Regions from separate parts of the Mus musculus genome. Here region 1 is linked to region 2. Evidence: chromatin contacts called from public HiChIP or PLAC-seq data. All regions are on one chromosome and are shown on one strand. The core of a region is the stretch at or near the end of the contact, and the rest is flanking DNA. Distances in the headings are between cores, read along the strand shown. Region 1 holds the start of Pik3cd (phosphatidylinositol-4,5-bisphosphate 3-kinase catalytic subunit delta). Region 2 overlaps Ctnnbip1 (catenin beta interacting protein 1).

Region 1 (5,511 bases), core at 2,306-4,805, 100 kb after region 2:
AACCCCTTGCTGAGGGCTCCAGCTGCAGGGGGAAGCTGTACTGCAGCCATTCCACCCAGCCCAGCTGCTGGCGGTGAGCAGCAGCCTCTTCACAAAACTGGCGCATCTTAGTGCGGAAGTCGTTTACTTCCGGGTCCCGCAGGGAATCAAACTCATGGAGACCTTTTCGAGGGGACGAGAGGAAGAGATCAGGACAATGTCAAGGCACGTGGGGCCAGCCTCCTGCTCCCGGTAAGTATACCTTTGCCAATGAGGAGGCTGATCTGGGAGTTAATGAGCTTCTTCACGCGGTCCCCCTCTCGGGCCACGAGGCGCAGCACGGGCAGGAAGGGCTGGATGTCGCACAGCCTCCGCTGCTCATCCTCCAACTCCTGCTGCTCCGCCGTCTGGTTCACACAGGTGAACACATAGGCCTCGGGGTCACTGAGCATGTGGAAGAGTGGCTCATACTGTGCACGGTGCCACAGCACCTGGGAGAGAGGGTCACAGTTAGCCCTTACAGGGCTCCCACAGGGGCAGAGGGAGACCCCGAGAAGACAAAAGCTCGCACACCGGAAGACTAGCCATGTCGATAAACTTCCTGTCTCTGCCCTCAGTTCATCGTGGGGGGGGGGCGTTGCTGAGACAGGGGGCGATTGTGGGGGCAGGGCAATGGGCCCTTTATCTCCTCTATGGAGTTTGTGGATGACCTTTGACTACCGAGAAGGATGGCCATATGTGACCTTTGAACCCCCCCCCCCCCCCCGCCAGATGATCACTATGGGTACCACTATCATTACTCCCTTTGTAGACCAGGCTGGACCCATCTTTGTTCTGCCCCTGCTTCCTAAGTGCTGGGACCACAGGCATGAACTACCAACATGGAGTATATCTATATAAAGCTTATAGCCGAGATCAAGTGTTACATTGTCCATTCTGAGAGATACAGGGGGGCTGGAGGGACGGCTCTGAGGTTCAGAGCACATGTTGCTCTTGCAGAGGACCTGGCTTCAGCTGCTAGCACCCACGTGGCAGCTCAAGATGCCCTGAAACTGGAGTTTCTTGTGAAAGTCACACCCTCTCCCGACCACATTTGCAGATAAAGTGCTCATACACATTTTCAAAAAAAATTTTTTTTCTTAAAAAAAAAAAAAAAGAGGCATAAAAGTTCACCGTCAGATTTATCCCGAGACTAAAGTGCAGGTATGAAATGTGCTGGGAGCCCCAGCAAGATGGCCCAGCAGGTACACACGCACAGGTAACCAAGCCTGACCATCTGAACTTGATCCCTAAGCGACAGAAGGGGGTGCCAGACTCCTCCAAGTTGTCCCCTGATCTCCAAACCATGCCACGGCATACACAGGTGAATAAATAAATATAAAAATTCTTATTAAAAAACAAAACCGCCGGGCGTGGTGGCCCATGCCTTTAATCCCAGCACTCGGGAAGCAGAGGCAGGGGGATTTCTGATTTCGAGGCCAGCCTGGTCTGCAAAGTGACTTCCAGGACAGCCAGGGCTACACAGAGAAACCCTGTCTCAAAAAACCAAACCAAACCAAACCAAACCAAACCAAAACCAGGAACTAGTGGAGGTATTGACTATATTATCTCACGTAGCCCAATCACAAATGGTTTTCCTTCTTTCTCTGTTTTTCAACACTTGTTGACTTATTGTGGTAGAGGGAGGACATATCTACTGGTGCCCGTGCAGAGGTCAGTGGACAGCTGAGGAGTTGGCTTTCTCCTTCTACCATGTTGGTTTTGGGGATCACACTCAGGTTGTGGGCTTGGAAGCACCCTTACCTGCTGAGCCATCTCGCCAGCCTGCCTTCCTCTCCTTTTTTGAGACAAGAGCCCAGAATATCCTTGAACTCACTGTGTAGCTTAGGAGAACCCAGAACTCCTGACCCTCCAGTCTCCCAGTGCCAGGATTCCATGTGTGGATGGCCACACCCAGTTTATGATGTGCTGGGTATAGAACCCAGGGTAGCATGTGTTGTAGGCAAGCCATGTGTTGTAGGTGAGCCATGTGTTGTAGGCGAGCCATGTGTTGTAGGCAAGCCCTCTACTGACTGAGCTATACTCCTAATTGCCTTTTTCTTATCTTCCTAAATTTTAGTGAGTCTATATTGCTTCCATAGTGGGAAAAAAATAGTATTAAAGGAAATCTAGGGTGGGCACAAAGATGATTCTTGTTCCTGCAGTTGGTTTTCCTATTTCCATTTATGGCTTTTAAAATTCCGAGGTAAGGTCTCATCCTTCGCCCGCTCAAAACACAATCCAGTAGATCCCACACTTAGTGGGTTGCAGAGCCCTGTCTAAGTCATAGACAGAAACCACCAAATGCCATCCAGATGTGTGCGATGCTCACTCAGTAAATCACCCTGAAAATGATTCAGCAAACCCCAAACCTCTTTCTAACAATGGTGTTTACTGCCGGGGTGACAACTCTAAAGACGAGTTGGCTTGCAAGGCCCTTGCTCTGTGGACAGAGTGGTTCCGAAAATGACCGCCCAGTCATGAGCGGGATGCGAGCCCAGCCAGAGGCAGCCCCAAAGCTGGCTCGCAATCTAGCAATCTAGTAAAGGGAAATGCATACTGTTAAAGGGGAAGCTGACTTTGGAATGATAAGTGGAGTTTAAACCACAGGTTTTGAGACAATTCTTAGAAATTGTATCTTGTAGACTTCACATCTAAGGGCTGAGGGTAAGAGCTGAGGGTAAGCGCTCAGCGGGTAGGACATGTGCTTTGTAAGCATCAGGACAGAGTCAGTTCCTCGGAATCCACATTTTAGAGGCAGAGGGGGACTGGACAGATGACACAGCAGTTAAGAGCACTGGCTGCCTCTGTTCAATTCTCGGCAGAATATGGTGGCTCAAAGCCATCTGTAACTCTGGTTTCAGGGGACCCAAAGCCCTATTGTGGCCCCTGTTGCACACCAGACACACATATGGTGGATACCTATATGCATGAAATAAAAATAAGTAAATTATAAACAAAACAAGTGGCTGGGGATAATAGCACTCTTTTGCAATCCCAGTATGGAAGAGGTGGAGAAAGGTTGACTTGCTGGCCAGATAGTATAGCCTACTCCAGTGAGATCCTATATCGAGAGAGAGAGAGAGAGAGAGAGAGAGAGAGAGAGAGAGAGAGAGAGAGAGAGAGAAGAAGAAGAAGGAGGAGGAGGAGGAGAAGGAGGAGGAGGAGGAGACAGGAGGGGGACGGGAGGGGGAGGGGAGGGGAGGGGAGGGGGAAAGGAAAATAAGGTGCCCTGCTCCTGAGAAATGGCAGCCAAGGCTGCCTGCCTCTGGTCAGTTCCCACACACAGTTTTTGCCCTGAAATTCTGTGTCTGTGAACAGTGTCTCCCTGAGCATCAAGGTGTGAGAAGCGGCCATGGCTCTACCTGCTTGATGGTGCTGAGGTTGGCATTGCGGGACACGGGGAAGTTCAAGTAGACCCCTGTGGGCAGCAAGAAGTCAACAACCACGCTCTGGCTCTCCTCTTTGGTCCAGAACTCCATGGGGCAGTCCACCCCAGGGGGCATCCTGTTGTGTTACTTCTCTGAGGTCTGTTTTCCTGTGGGAAAGGCAAAGGCATGATGAACTAAGGCTTTGGCCAATGGGACGGCCAGATCTGGGCCACAGGAGGACATGCAAAGCTTGCTACACATGAGGCAGCATCCTGCCTAGGTGGCTTGTGACTCCCACCAATTTAAGCCACCCTATAGGCCGAGGTGCTTCTTATTACAGGTGGACATGCCATAGGCCAAAAGACCGCACTGTGGCCGACAGGTGACCCACAGTGGGAAACAAGAACAGGTAGATGCTTGAAAACCAAAGATAAAACTCTTCAGTTCTTAAAAATGTTCTGGCCAGAGACCAATTAGCTTAAAACCAGCGCTGACGAGCTGGCCACAGCACAGTGGCACCTGCTTACAATTCCAATAGTTGGGAGGTGAAGGGGGCTGATCAGGAGGAGAGCAAAGCCAGCCTCGGTTATATAGTAAGTTCAAAACCAGCTTGATGACCGTGAGATCTCTCTCTCTCTCTCTCTCTCTCTCTCTCTCTCTCACGCACGCACGCACGCACGCACGCACGCACGCACGCACGGAGAAAGAATACATGACTTTATCTAAGGAGTTACGATATCGGTCATGCCAACCCTCAGCCACCCCTTGCCCCCTCCACAGCACCACAGCAATAACAAAACATAACAGATCACAGGACACAGGGTGTGTTCACCACCCACACTCCCAGTCACCAAATCCCTCCCCGTCGCCACCAGCTTCCCCCTTCCAGGTCACTGCAACCTGGAATCTAGCCACTTAATCAACTGTAGGCATGTTTTCATACTCTTATTACTAGTGTGCGTTCATGAGCAATTCCTAGTATTTTCAGTGAGCTTTGAAAACCTGCCTGCCTAGTGACTCTTCAGAGCCGAGCTGTGGGACACCCACAGACCCAGGCTTGTGCAGGTAGGTCCTTTGCAAGGAGCCTACTGCCTCTGTGAGTCCCTGGATGCAACAGCCACATCATATCAAGAAAACATCACTTGCTTGCAACCCTCCTCACCAGCCTTGGGCTTCCGCATTCTTTCTGCCTCCCCCCCTCCCCCTCCCCCCCTCCCCCAACTGCACAGACTTGGAGGAGGGGGAGACAGGGGGGGGGGGCACACAGATTTCCCATTTAGTGCTGAAAGAAGCTTTAATGTTCATATAATCAAATTTGTCTACTTTATGCTTTATTATTTTGATTAGTTTTTTGGTTTTGTTTTTGAAATAGAGTCTCTACTATGTAGGCCAGGTTGGCCTCAAACTCTGTGAAACCTCAACCTCCCAAATGCTGGGATTAAAGGAGTGCACCACTGTGCCTGCCCTATTTTAATTCTTTAAAAAAAACCAGAATTCTAGGCTGAGGGTGTGTGGGTCAGTTGGTAGAGTACTTACCAACACACACACACACACACACACACACACACACACACACACACCCCTCTGCATTCACTTGCCAACACCACATAAACACATTGGGTACGGCTCTGCACATCTGTAATCCCTGCTCATAGCAGGCAGAGACAGGAGGATCAGAAGTTCAATGCCATCTTCTACTACATTGCAAGTTCAAGACCAGCCTCGACTACATAAGACCCTATCTCAAAAAAAAAAAAAAAAGAGGAGGAAAAGAAAGAAAGAAAGAAAGACAGACAAAAAGACTTGTGAATTGGGGTGCGTAGCTCAAGGACAGCTCAGCATGCTTGAGGCTCTGAATTGGAGCCCAACACCAAAACATAACAGAAAATGTCCATGCCTACCACAAGGTCACATTCTCCTGGATTTAAATGACATATTTGGTTTATGAGAGATGTCCCTATTGGTGGTGGTACCAACTGGGCTGGGCCTGACTCACTGGGCAGCAGCTGCTCCGGGCATGCCTCCTGTGCCCCCACCTCTCACCTCCCCGCCCCCACCCCCAGTAGCTGCTGGTACCTACTTCCTCTGAGTGTGAAACCACGTCCTACTTGGGGTTCCTCTT
Region 2 (5,864 bases), core at 1,876-4,375:
CTTTATCTCAGAAAACAGACAAACAAACAAACAAACAGTGCCTGAGTTCTAACTCCAAGGACCCACATGGTGGAAGGAGAGAACAGACTCCTGCAGTTGTCCTTTGACCTCTGCCATGATGCACATGCACACACGAGCACGCGCGCGTGCACGCACGCGCGCGCACACACACACACACACGAGTAAATGAACAAGTGTGAACAAGTTTGTTCCTAAATGTTATTGTATCATTAGGAAGATACAATACCATCAGTTATTTCCTTAACCTCCTTTTCAGGCCGCTCATTGCAGTGTCTGCAGGCAGACGTGCACATTGGCCTTATGCCCCACACGGGTATCAGTCACTACTTCTGAGAGCTGTGTAGTAAGTAGATATTACAGAGCATTCTCTACTTATAAGGTTATGACATCCACAAATAGAAGTAGGTCCTTCTGCTAATGTGTAGACCATATTACTTTTGCCTAATTGCCCAGGAATGAACCTTTACAACAATCTAGAGAAGCCAGGTATGGTGTCTTGGTCCTGAAATGTCAGCACCAGGGAGACAAAGGAAAAGGCTTCGTCAGTCAAAGGCAAGTCTGTCACGAGACACCTTTTGACAGGTGGAACCTCTCTGATGCATCTTCTATCACGAGGGATGTTGGATTCTGTTAGATTCACTTTCTGTGTCTGTTAAGAGGATTGTGTGGGGTTTGCCCTTTATGCTGTTGGTAGACTATATTATATCACCTGATTTTGAGATGTTAAGCCAACCTTGCATTCCTAGAGTAAATCTCATTTGGTCTGGAAATACGAACCCTTTTTATACGTTGCTCTTCGTAATTTGCTAACATTCTGTTAAACAGCTTGGTTTATATTCATAGGACAAGTACCCGTGTGTGTGTGTATGTGTGTGCCTGTGTGTTCGTGTGTGTGTGTGTGTGCATGCATGCGTGTACATGTGTGTATATGTGTGAGACACTCTTGCGCGCGCTCCACTGGCCAGGAAGAACGAAGCTGCAACAGGATCCTTCTGCACACGTTTATTGGGAGAGCTTGATTGTAGAGGCGAAAGACCCCGAGCCCAGAACTGGTGCTGCTTTTATAGGCCTAGGAGGGGCGTGTCTCACACCCGGATTGGTTATGCACTAAGCCTCATTTGCATGTTCCTCATCTGATTGGCTACTCTCTCTCAGTACCTTACAGAACCTCATTATCATACCTCATTTGCATGTCTCACATCTGATTGGTTATACTCTCAGTACCTTACAGAACCTCATTATCATGCCTGGGCCAGGCAGTGTCTTTGCAAAAAACTTTACTGCATATGTACACATTGGTTGTTTGTCCAAACTTATGTGTGGTGGCCAGCAGTAGTCAGTGCCACTCTGCAACGGCACATATGGCTTCCCACAAGACACATTATCTGGTTTCAATTGTCTTATTGCTCAGTTTGTTTGAAAAGATGTTCAGGAGCATCCAAGTAGCTCCTGTGTGCCTGGGCTAACCTGCATCTGGTGGGAATCAGTGAACAGATGCTCTGAGCACAAGAGCCGTCAGTGGGTACCACTGGGGAAGACAGAGCCTTACCTATAGAGTGATTGCTGGCCTGGAGGTAGAGGATGAGCACTTAGAGGACAGCAGAAAGGGTACTTGGGGGATCTGCTGTGCCCCTTTGTCTCAGGAACTGAATTTTAGGGGTGGATCCAAGATGACCAGCTGAGTAGCTCTCCCATCCTTTTGTTTCCTGATCCAACGTCCAGAGAAGGGAGGGACCGCGAGCATCCTCTGGCTTTAACTGAAGGCTGAGTGCCTGGCCCACTCCTAATAGAAACAGGTCAGAGGATGCTCTGCCCTCTCTCTGGCTTCAAAGGAAGGAAGTTCTGGTGGTCAGCAAATCCCTTAGGAACGGGAATGGTTGCGGGATGGGAGCATCTCTGAGGACTCCTTCTGCAGCCCCAAAAACAGAACATAGACTCTGAAATGAGGCCTGTGGGTTCCCAGTCAGGGAGAATCTAGCCAGCTGGCAGTGTGGGAGGGAGGGTAAAATTCTTACAAAGCTTTTGCTCTGGGTATCCTATTACTTACTCGTCAGAGTAAATGTGTGACCTTGGCAAGGTCATTTCTATTGCTGTTGTGAGACACCATGACCAAAGGCAACTTGGAGAGGAAGGGTTTATTTCACTCAGCTTCCATAGAACAGTGCATCATCAACAGCAACGAGGGCAGGAACTCAGCAGGGCAGGAACCTGGAGGCAGAGCTGATGCAGAGGCCACGGAGGATGCTGCTTACTGGCTTGCTCCTCATGCCTTGCTCAGCCTGCTTTCTTATAGAACCCAGGACCACAGGCCAGGAGTGGCCCCACCCATAATGGACTAAACCCTCCCACATCGATCACTAATTAATGAAAGACCCTACAGGCTTGCCTGCAGCCCAGTCTTATGTAAGAGAGCATTTTCTCAGTTGAGGTTTCCTCCTTTCAGATACCCTCAGCTTATGTCAGGTTGACATAAAAAAACAGCCAGCACACTTGCTGTCTTCAGAGTACAGGACATGGACCCATGAGCAGTTTGCAGAGCCCAGTGATGGGGATTTGAGCTTCTCTAAGGAGCCAGTGGCCCATTTCCTCCTGGGGACCCAGTGCTATTTTTGCACATGCAGCTCTCTGCAGAGGCCCAAGGTCCCTGCGAGAAAACCCACGAGGCAAGTGAGGAAGGAAGAGAGTGGGTTGTCTCCGTTCATTGCCCCAGAAGCATCTTCTGCTGACGCCTCCCCAGCACGGTCTTGCTTCGACCCCCTCATGCCTAGCGAGCTGGAGGCAGCCCTCAGAGAAACCAGCATCTGTTAGACACCCAGCTCAGCCACCACACAGGGTATGACGTAATCCTGGCGACAGTCCTGCTTGCAGTGATAGTGCATGGTCCCAGGACTGGAGTGAGAACAGAGAAAGGATCTGAGGGCTTCTCAAGCAAGAAGCCAGATGTCTGCGCTCCTTTCTGGAGGCTTGTCTGTCTTTCCAAGAACACCGATGAGGCAGAAACAGGCTGGGTGGATGATAGATTACGTTCCCTTAGCACCACTGTGCTGATGTGAAGGCAGGATTTCCGAATGTCACGTGTTCGTCTGGGCCACCCTTCCGCAGCACTGCCTGGGGTGCCCCCTGGCTCCTCCAGGCAGCAAGGTGCGTGCACGGGATGGTGTGGACAAGGATGAGCAACACTGTGCGACTCTGGTCCAAGTGCCGGAGGCTCTGGTGCACCCCACCCCCACCTAACCCAACCCAGTCCTTGGAGGCCTTTGCTTTCCCTGCTGTTCCCATCTGCGTCTTCCAGGGAGATAGCTTCCCATAGCGCAGCAGGGAGGTATGCCAGAGGCACAGGCAGCCTCACTGCTACCGCTTAGGGCAAGATGCAGGACCACCACGCTTTAGAAAAGGCGGACAGGGAGCAGGAGGTACCGACAGCTTGGGTAGGCTAGCATTTCCTGCTCCTTCCCTCCTCCCCTTGCCTCTTCTGGCAATGTGTCAGAGCCTGTCTTAGGGAGAACAAGACAAAGGGAGCGATTTCATGAGTGGCTGGACTAGAATCTCAAATTCAGGATTAAGAAAAACCATAAGAAATGGGTATCATATATTTCTGTCAAGCCTGGCAGGCAGCAGGCTGGAAATGGGCGTGGCCAGGCTCCTTGGAACAAAGGCTGGGTTTGAGCAAAGGGAGGCTGTGGCAGAGGTGAATAGTGTTTGCATTCATAGTGAGAGGGCTGGCAAGAGGGCTCAGTGTGTACAGGAGCTTGCCACCAAGCTTGACCACCCGAATTCGATCCCCAAAGCCCATGCAAAGGTGGGAGGAAAGAACCAGTTTTATGGGGTTGTCATCAGACCTTTACACACATGCAGGAGTGTGTCGCCCCACCATACAACAATGAGAAGTAAGCAGTTTTCAATTATTTGATTTGATTTTCAGTCACAAATGACTATGGGTATTAGACATAATGGCACATAGCTTTAATCCCAGAGGGTTGTGAGCCAGTGTGTAGGTGCTGGGAATCGATCCTGGGTCCTCTGTAAGAACCGTCTCTCCACTACCAAAATCTACACTTGAGAAGAGAGAGGCTCCCAAGAAAACGTTACCTCCCATCCTAATGTGATGCCCTTGGAGCAAGGGACATGGGCTGAGCAGAGTCCTGCCCCAGGACCTGTCTTATCTCCTAGCTATGAGGCTTTGAACCAGGCTCTGAAGCTTTGCAGCAGGGTGGGGTCACTCATGTCCCCAGATTGGCTGTAGGAAGTCTAAGGAGAGGTGGACTTAGTTAGAAACACTTCTGTCTCCTTCCCGGTAGTTTTTATTAGGTTGCCATGTGCCCCCGGCTGGCCCTGAACTCACTGTAGCCAAGGATGACCATGAACTTCTGACCCCTTTGCCATATCAGCAGTTCATGTGCTGCTAGGGGGCCAACCCGGGGGCTTTTGCATGCAAGACAAGTACTCTATCAGCTGAATTACATCCCGGACCTTTGAAGCACTCCAAGCTCAGCACAGTTTGGCAAGGGTGGGAAGATAAGGAGGGCTGCTCCCAGTGAGCACAGCCTTTCTGCCTTGTCCTGATTCCAGAAGCCATTAGCAGTTCTTGTCCCCTGGTCTGCAGGTGCAGAGGACGTGGTGATGGCGTTTTCCAGATCGGAGACGGAAGACCGGAGGCAGTAGCTGGAAGCCCCTCGGAACTCCCTGGAAGCTGCAGATGGCCAAGAGATCTGTGTGGCTCCTCTGCCGGTTGAGTGGTAGCAAACCACCGTCTTCTTACCCTTTGCACCCCTTACCCCATCCGACCCTCCCCACCCAGCCGCCACTCAGCAGGGCTGGCATCAAGGTGGTTTGTGATTGGCTTAAAGGGATGGACTTGAGATTGGCTGCAGGAAGAAACCTTTTTATTTTTAAATCTTGACCAACGGAAACCTTTTATTTTTATTTCTGACTCTTTATTTTTTTAAACATTTGCGCCTCGGTATCTGGCTTCCCCGGAAGCTCTCCGAGCTCTGGTGCTTTATTTAGGTCATTTTTAGGAATGTGAAGAGGCCTGATTGGTTGCTTAAACTGGAAAAGGGTTATGATTGGCTGGCTAGTGGGACGTGGTCTTTTCTTTGATTGGCTGTAGGTGTTCTGTTCACATCACCGACTTCCTCTGTTCTGAAAGCAGAAAACAGGGTTTGGGATATTGTTATATTTGACTTGAAAAAAAAAAGAAAGAAAGAAATGAAGTGAGCTTTGCAATATTTATTACACAAAGAGCTGGCTGCTGCCTTCACGTAGTGGGTTTGTGTTTGGATTTGATTGGCAGTAAGATGCGGGTTTGGTTTCCCATTGGCTCACCCCTGACTCCCGTTGCTATGGTCTTTCTTCCACTCTGCTGGTTACATGAGGCCTGAGGGTACACCTGGAGAATGCACGTGCTTTAATGACCACACCTGCCTCCACCAGCGAAGGGACCCCAGGGACGCGAGCGCGAGCGGGGTCCACAGCTGGAGAACAGGCCCCCAAGGGGCTTTGTGTTCTCCTGAGCCAGCAGCCCAGAGCTCAGGGGTGACCGGGAGGCAGGATTGATGTACTCAGTTCTAAGAGCTGGCAGCCAGCCAGTTTCCTGGAGCGAATGGATTGTGCAGAGCTCTTCAGGCCTTTCTGGCCAGCCCATGCTAAGTACAGGAGTGTTGACCGGCAGCTCCAGCCTCTCTGCTGCCCCCTGTGTCTCACTTCCCCAGGTCTTGGCATCCCCAGATCCTGAAGGTTATGAGGGGTCTTTACTGGAGCCTTGAACCCAAGCAGATACCCCAGTTTCACTTCTAGAACCCCAGAGGTTTCAAACTTGGCTCCAAGCACAACCTAGCCAGGCT

The links. HiChIP or PLAC-seq counts read pairs in DNA pulled down with a chosen protein or histone mark.
Region 1: a contact with region 2 is called in an H3K27ac HiChIP or PLAC-seq map of microglia, with 4 times the contacts expected there. The contact joins the promoter of Pik3cd here to the enhancer-like site in region 2. A contact is called at or near these places in 6 of 484 Hi-C or Micro-C datasets (the 3T3-L1 cell line, embryonic stem cells, frontal cortex and 2 more), 1 of 115 datasets of contacts at active chromatin or transcription factors (microglia) and 1 of 9 other capture datasets (pancreatic islet).

What each region holds. Positions count from the first base shown.
Region 1 is chr4:149,659,761-149,665,271 of GRCm38.p6, forward strand. Pik3cd (phosphatidylinositol-4,5-bisphosphate 3-kinase catalytic subunit delta) reads right to left here and starts at 3,556. Exons shown (of 22, transcript NM_001164052.1): 1 at 3,384-3,556; 2 at 242-470; 3 at 1-162. The coding sequence starts at 3,524.
Region 2 is chr4:149,559,581-149,565,444 of GRCm38.p6, forward strand. Ctnnbip1 (catenin beta interacting protein 1) reads left to right here. Exons shown (of 5, transcript NM_023465.4): 5 at 4,625-5,864. The coding sequence ends at 4,683. Among named protein-coding and RNA genes, the nearest start is that of Clstn1, 24 kb to the right of the region's middle. Within about 2 kb of position 3,126, at least 122 of the 459 cell types and tissues checked have an H3K27ac peak or open chromatin away from gene starts, as enhancers often do. A contact at or near this core is called in frontal cortex and microglia, where this site is marked.